Regions from separate parts of the Triticum aestivum genome. Here region 2 is linked to region 1. A link is a contact called in public Hi-C data. All regions are on one chromosome and are shown on one strand. Each heading gives the region's core, a stretch centred on a gene start, on an enhancer-like site or on the middle of the called end of the contact. The rest is flanking DNA. Distances are from core to core; before and after follow the strand shown. Region 1 holds the start of LOC123087143 (oxysterol-binding protein-related protein 1C). Region 2 holds the start of LOC123087147 (histone-lysine N-methyltransferase ASHR1).

Evidence for each region. A called contact is a pair of places that touch in the nucleus more often than the background predicts.
Region 2: a Hi-C map of leaf shows a contact between it and region 1, with 5 times the contacts expected there. The contact joins the promoter of LOC123087147 here to the promoter of LOC123087143 in region 1. A contact is called at or near these places in 4 of 5 Hi-C or Micro-C datasets (leaf and an unstated tissue) and 1 of 1 datasets of contacts at active chromatin or transcription factors (leaf).

The regions. Positions count from the first base shown.
Region 1 is chr4A:582,442,548-582,445,570 of IWGSC CS RefSeq v2.1, forward strand. It overlaps LOC123087143 (oxysterol-binding protein-related protein 1C), which reads right to left and starts at 1,735. Exons shown (of 10, transcript XM_044509057.1): 1 at 1,074-1,735; 2 at 615-980. The coding sequence starts at 1,598.
Region 2 is chr4A:582,614,116-582,617,472 of IWGSC CS RefSeq v2.1, forward strand. It overlaps LOC123087147 (histone-lysine N-methyltransferase ASHR1), which reads left to right and starts at 1,964. Exons shown (of 14, transcript XM_044509060.1): 1 at 1,964-2,159; 2 at 2,364-2,509; 3 at 2,647-2,781; 4 at 2,896-2,950; 5 at 3,035-3,153. The coding sequence starts at 1,994. It also overlaps the pseudogene LOC123087146.

The DNA.
Region 1 (3,023 bases), core at 485-2,984:
ACCTTAAAGGAATATATAAGGTGGAAACCGAAATAAAGTGCCAAAGCATGTTCTAGTTTTCAAAATTCTCAGGATGGACACATTTGAAATACACAAAAATGGGTAAACATGCATGAATAATGGTTTGTCTGCAGAATGTCCCTTCACCAACATCTACAGGTTTCTTCGCAATTTACCAAAACCTCAGCACATAGTTCCCACCTTCCATGAACTTAACCTCAATTTAGGTTTCCACCTGATACAGATCTACTAAACAGACTGCAGCATCTTACAAACTCAATAAAACAGCAGTGGCAGAAGATTTCAAAGAAATGCAAGTACTAACTCAATAAAACAACAGTGGCAGAAAGCTCAAAGAAATGTAAGTACAGCACGACCCATGGTGACAGCTAGTATTCAAAATCGGTTTCGATGTACACTCATGTCAATCGTGTACGCAGAACGGCAAAATTCCTCCGTGCGTCAATGTACGTCAGTAGCTCTGTACTTGTTTCTTCATTAATTAAACCATGTAGAGAATGGCACAATATCACACCATGCAGTGGACACCAAAATTTCCTACTCCCATGCACGATCAAGTTCTGTTCGAAGCAGGGTCAGATAGATATGAATACCTCTAGGTGGCGGAGCGTGTCAAGGAGTAGCGCCTGCTTCTGCTTGAGAAGCACAAGCTGCTTGTGCAGCGCCTCGAACTCCTCCCGCACGATCCTCTCGCTGTCAGCAATGGCAGCATCGCTGACCCCTTCCTGCTGCAGGCGCTTCTTCAGGCGCTCGGTGGAGACCGCCGCGGCCGCCGCAGTGTCCCCCGGCCCGACCATCTCGCTGGTGGACATCCTCGGGAACATCTCCTTGGTGGCACGCAGCGCCTCGAGCCACGCGGCCCTGTCCTCCCTCGTCTCGGCCCGCAGGTGCAGCCTCTTGGTCCCCGAGAAGATGGAGAACCTCCTGTCGTCCGATCTGCTCTCTCTGACGGTCGACACCTGCACGTCAACCACCCGTTTCAGCGTCAGAGACAGAGGGAAATGGATCTGCGGATCAGAGGAGCGAATCGAAGCATCGAGCGGGCGACTGACCTTGAGGTGGATTTCGCCGAGGGGCTTGCGGGGCGTCTGGTGGTGGCCGTGGCCGTTGGAGTGGGGGGCGGAGGCGGAGGAGGGGCGCGCGAGGCGGCGGAGCGAGTCCTCGCCGATGACCTTGGCGCCGCGGTCGGTGTCGCGGGAGAGGTCGATGCGGTCGGGCCCGTGGATCTTGTAGTAGGAGAGCACGCCGTCGCTGAGCGCGAACCAGCGGGGCCGCCACCCGCGGCCGTAGTTGACCCACTTGTAGAGGACCCCGGAGATGCCGCCGCCAACGATCTCGTTCAGCCTCACCCCGTCAGGCGGCGAGGAGGGGCCGCCCCCAACGCCGACGCCCGCCACGCGCGCCCGCGCTGCCGAGCTGCTGCTGCTGCTGCAGCAGCGGGCGGGCTGGAGCGGGGGCGGCGGCGGCGGCGGCATCGCGGGAGGGAGGCCCGCCACCGCGGGGGGCGCGGACGACGCCGCCGCCGCAGCCGCGGCGGGGGAGACGGGCACGGGGGGCACGCAGCAGAATGGGTGCATGCGGCGGGCGGCGGGGCCGGATCGGGCGCGGCCTGCCGCGCTGGCCGGCGGGGAGGGAGGCCGAGGCGTGCGCGTGCTAGGTTTAATTAATCCCCGTGGTTTATAAAATTCCTGCGCCGCGCCGCGCAGTTTATTGGGGGTGGGAGGGCGGAGGTGGGTGAAGAGGTTTAAATGCCGGAGGAGGAGGAGGGGGAGGAGTGGGGTAATAAACTGCTGGCCGCCTGCTCGGCGGTTGGGTAGGGTGGGTGGGTACCGTACTTGGGCGCTTCTCTTCCTTCTTCCTTTCTCCTTTTTCGCTTGTCACGACTCGCCGGGAAAGGGGACGACGGGCGGGCGGGGCGAGGGAGCCATGGAGGACTCGACTGGTGACACGTGTCAGGTGTTTTTTTTTCCTTTTGGCTTTTGATGAGTCCGTTGATTTATCCAAAACCAAATGTGTTCTGCTTCATTTTTTTGGTTTATATGCAACTCATTAGAGGATGGAGAAGTCCGGAAACAGTGGTTAGGAATGACATCGACGGATGGCAACCCATTGGCTAGCGGTGAGACGATAATGAGGTTCTATTCAGGTGCTGATGCAGGGTTTAACTTTCTGCTTTTTACCGCGACTAATTGTAGACTCCAAACGCTGCTTTGGAATTCATATCATGCATGTGGATTGATTTCATCCCTGATTTTCTACCGATAGATTGTGAAGGAGCCACGTTGATCTCTACAAGAGCTGTTTTGCCCCTGATGTGTCATCTGAGCGTTAATTCCGTTATCGCTACCGGTTACACGGGCTATTGTTCTTGAGCAGTTGAGCAATCGAGGATCCTATACACAGCCGCCGAGTGATCTAGTGGAACCTCTATTGGTTGAATAAATTATAAATTTAAATTTAACTATTTCATTTGTATACTTTACGTTTGAATTGATTATATTTGAATTATTATTGCATTGAAATATTGATCTTTGAATGGTTGTTGCATTGGAATTTTTACACTTGGGGTACTGCTGAAGTTTGGCTGTTTTTTAATAATTGAGAAAAAACTACTTACAAAAAAGTATATACTCTCTTTGTTTCTAAATATTTGTTTTTTTAGAGATTTCAAATGGACTATAACATACGGATGTATATAGACATATTTTAGAGTGTATATTCACTCATTTTGTTTCGTATATAGTCACTTGTTAAAATCTATAAAAAAACAAATATTTAGAAACGAAGGGAGTATATTCCGGACCTAAATGCTGGGAACATGTCAATTCGAACAGAGAGTGTTGAAAAATGTTGTTTCTAGGGGTATCTTACCGTTTGGTGGTGTGCCTCTGTAAAGAGCACTAGAAATGTTTTCCAAGAATTTTCTAGATTGACTAAGTCAAACATACGTCTTGTATTTGACAGGCATGCCATAACGCTGAAAGAATAGCGTCAGAGAACCT
Region 2 (3,357 bases), core at 714-3,213, 170 kb after region 1:
TAACTTTACAAAATAGCCAGAGTCAAAAAAGGAATCTTACCCTGAGAAGTTAAGTGTGAATCGCCAACTGAATAAAACTGATCTTTCTTGAAACCGACGGCCACTGATGCATTTCGAGATGTGATCCGAGATGAAGAAACATCTAACGACGACTTATTCCTGTCCACAAACACATCCATTTCATTCTTCTGCTGGTCGTTTTGACCAGCAATCTGATTATGGCCATCTGTGATAGTACTCAACATGGAAGGTGTAGTCAACATGTCGTTTTGATTTGATGCCAGTACTCCTGCACCAGCGTTAACATCCTTTTGATCAGGTGACACCTTTTGCAACCTGGAGGCCGCCAGCACGCCTCTCTGCTTCTGCATAGCCATTCCTCCAGAACTCTCTCTAACAGAAGGGCTGGTACCAGCTTTCGCCGGCCCCTCACCTCGAGGCAACAGGATACGAGTTGCACGCTGTGTTGTACCTGAGGCAAGTTCAAGTTAAAACAAGATGACAACGCATTTTAGACAAATTCGGTTGTAAACGAGCATCTTTCTCTGTAGCAGGGACAGGGAATAGAATCGGAAAGACAATTTAACTGTAATTCTTACCGGGAACAGGGCCTACCACAAAAATGTTTTTTTACCAGGACGATAACTCAGCTTTATGTTAAAATTCCACATATAACATTACAATATTTCATTTATTCCAAATATTTTCTAGTATGTGAAGAAAAGGTCTAGACTCTGTATAGACGGAATCTATCTAAAGAAAAGTCTAGCTTCCGTATAGACAGAATCTAAATTAATATAATCCATGAGAAGAAAAGGTCTAGATTCCATATAGACGGAAATCTGAGATACAAACCACATAGGAATTTTGCAAAAAAAAACATCAAACTAATTTCTAGGATTTTAAAACTGAGCTCAAGTCTGAAACTTTAAAACCATTTTTTCCTTAATCAAGCTGCAGTGAATATACAATTGCATTGCAGAGCAACTGAGAGGAAATGTGATATTACAACCCTCGGATAACAAACAATATCTCGCTTAAATCTAATTTGCCACACCGATTGATAGACTTTCTAGAACGTCTTTTTGACATAGCCTTACAAAATAAGCACATCACAGCTCACCATCCGCAAACAAAAGTAGAGCTAGCACTAACAGTCAGGATCTACTTGCAGGTTTATTTCCCGTGTCCTGAAGCTACTGCGTGTTAACTTGGTTCGATTTGCAGGTGACAAACGTTGAACTAGATGCATAACCCTAGATGGAAGCAGCAACGCTTAGGCCTAGGGTGTGGCTGAGCTCACCGAGAGGCCTCTGGCGCTTGCAGGCCGCATGGATCTGGCCCAGGAAGTCGAGAGGGTCGCCCGTGACGGTGGAGGAGGAGGAGGAGCCCGAGGAGGAGGTGAGGTTGGTGTGGCCCGTGTCCCCGGCGGCGGGGAACGTGTTGCTCCTGCCGGCGGCCGCGGCGTCGTCGGGGGCCGGGGGGCGGAGGAAGTTACCCCTCCTCTCCATCGGCTGCGTCGGGGCAGGCGGTGGGGCCCAGCGGCATCTCGCCGGAGAGGCGGACCGGGTGGGGGAGAGGCCCTAGGGTTCCGGAGCTCGAGGCGGCCGCTCCGGGGGTCGCGGAGGGGGACGCTCGGAGCCGGCGGATTCCCGGCGCTGTACGCGCGCGGTGGTGCGGCGCGGGCGCGGCGGCGGCCGTGGGACGGGGAGCCGGAGCGAATCGGAGGGGTGGGGGGTGGGGGTGGGGCAGGAGGGAATGGCGACGGAGCCCCCAAATTTTGAAATGGAAGCCGAGCGAGCAGGACGACGGAGCAAAACCTTTTTTTTTTGCCACAAATGCCGCCGCCGTGCTGGTTGGGCTAGCAGGGCCTCCTGGCCGAAGCCCAGTTTTAGTACTCGGTATGGGCTTTAATCAGTCAGGTAGCCCGTCTGGCCCGGTTAAGTCGGCCTCACTACTTCCAGCGCGGTGGGGCTCAACTGTTTCTGCTCTGATGATTTCTCAAGCGTCCGGTGAAGCAAGCGGCGGAGCGTCCCCGCGGCAAGGGATGGCGGCGTGGGCGGAGCAGCTGCAGCGCGAGCTCGCCGGCCGCGGCCTCGCCGTCGCCTCCGTTCCAGGGAAGGGCCGCGGCCTCGTCGCCTCCCGCAGCTTCTTCCCCGGTAACCCCGCCCTCCCTTCCCTCGGTCGCAGCCCTTCTTTGCCCCTATACGCTGACCTGCCCGCGAACCGCTCGGTGAAATGCCCAGATGAATGGCACACGTAGTTGTTGCCGGGATGGACGATACTGGTCCTTGAGTCGAGCTTGGCCCGCTGGTTTATGTATAATCAAGCTCATGTGGTGGGATTCTCCGGCGGTTTTGCAGGGGAGGTCATTATTTGCCAAGAACCCTATGCTTCTACGCCCAACAGGATTTCGGTTGGATCGAGCTGCGACCACTGCTTCGCCTCCGGCAACCTGAGGAAGTGCTCGGTTTGTCGAGTAGCTTGGTACTGTGGGAGCGTGTGCCAGGTGCTGACTCTGCCCTTCAATTGTTTCACGTTGTTGATGGACAGATACATACTTCTGTGGCCATGCGTAAATATTCTTTGTACTGATTGTTATGCGTTCAGTGATGTCACTTCTTTCAGTGAAATTTTGTTACGCAGAAAGAAGAATGGAAGCTGCATCAACTTGAGTGTCAAGCCATCTCAGCGCTGACAGAGGAAAGGAAGAAGATGCTTACTCCTACAATCCGTTTGATGGTGAAGCTTATACTAAGAAGAAAACTGCAAAGCGAGAAGGTATTGGGCTGGTTTGGTCTATTCCTGACAAAAACTTTCTGTACAGTACCTCTGTATTTTCAGTGCATCAGTGTTAGCTGCATCCTGTTAGCTTGATACTACTTGTATTTCCAGGCCATTCCATCTTCAGCAACAGATAACTACGATCTAGTGGATGCGTTGGAGTCCCGTATCCTGCCCACTTGACACATTGATTCATGATAAATTATAAAGATTATGCTTTGTGAGTGTTGGATTGACTTCGCATGAATAGACATCTCGAAGGTTGATGATAATCAATTGGTCCTCTATGCTCAGATGGCCAATCTTGTGCAGCTGATTCTCCCTTCAATTGAACTTGATCTTAAGGAAATTGCACATACTTTTTCTAAGGTAATGCCCAATTGCCCATAATATGTTTTTGTCCTTAGGATCTTAAATGTTTTAACTGCTATGGTAGACAGAGATTCAAATTAATTATGCGATGCATTATGCTGATGAAAACAGCTGGTTTCAGGTGTTATTGTGAGTGTTTGATGCCTTTGTGTTTCTCTACTCTGATAGCTTTTTAATTTCTGAACGTTGAGATCGAGTGTT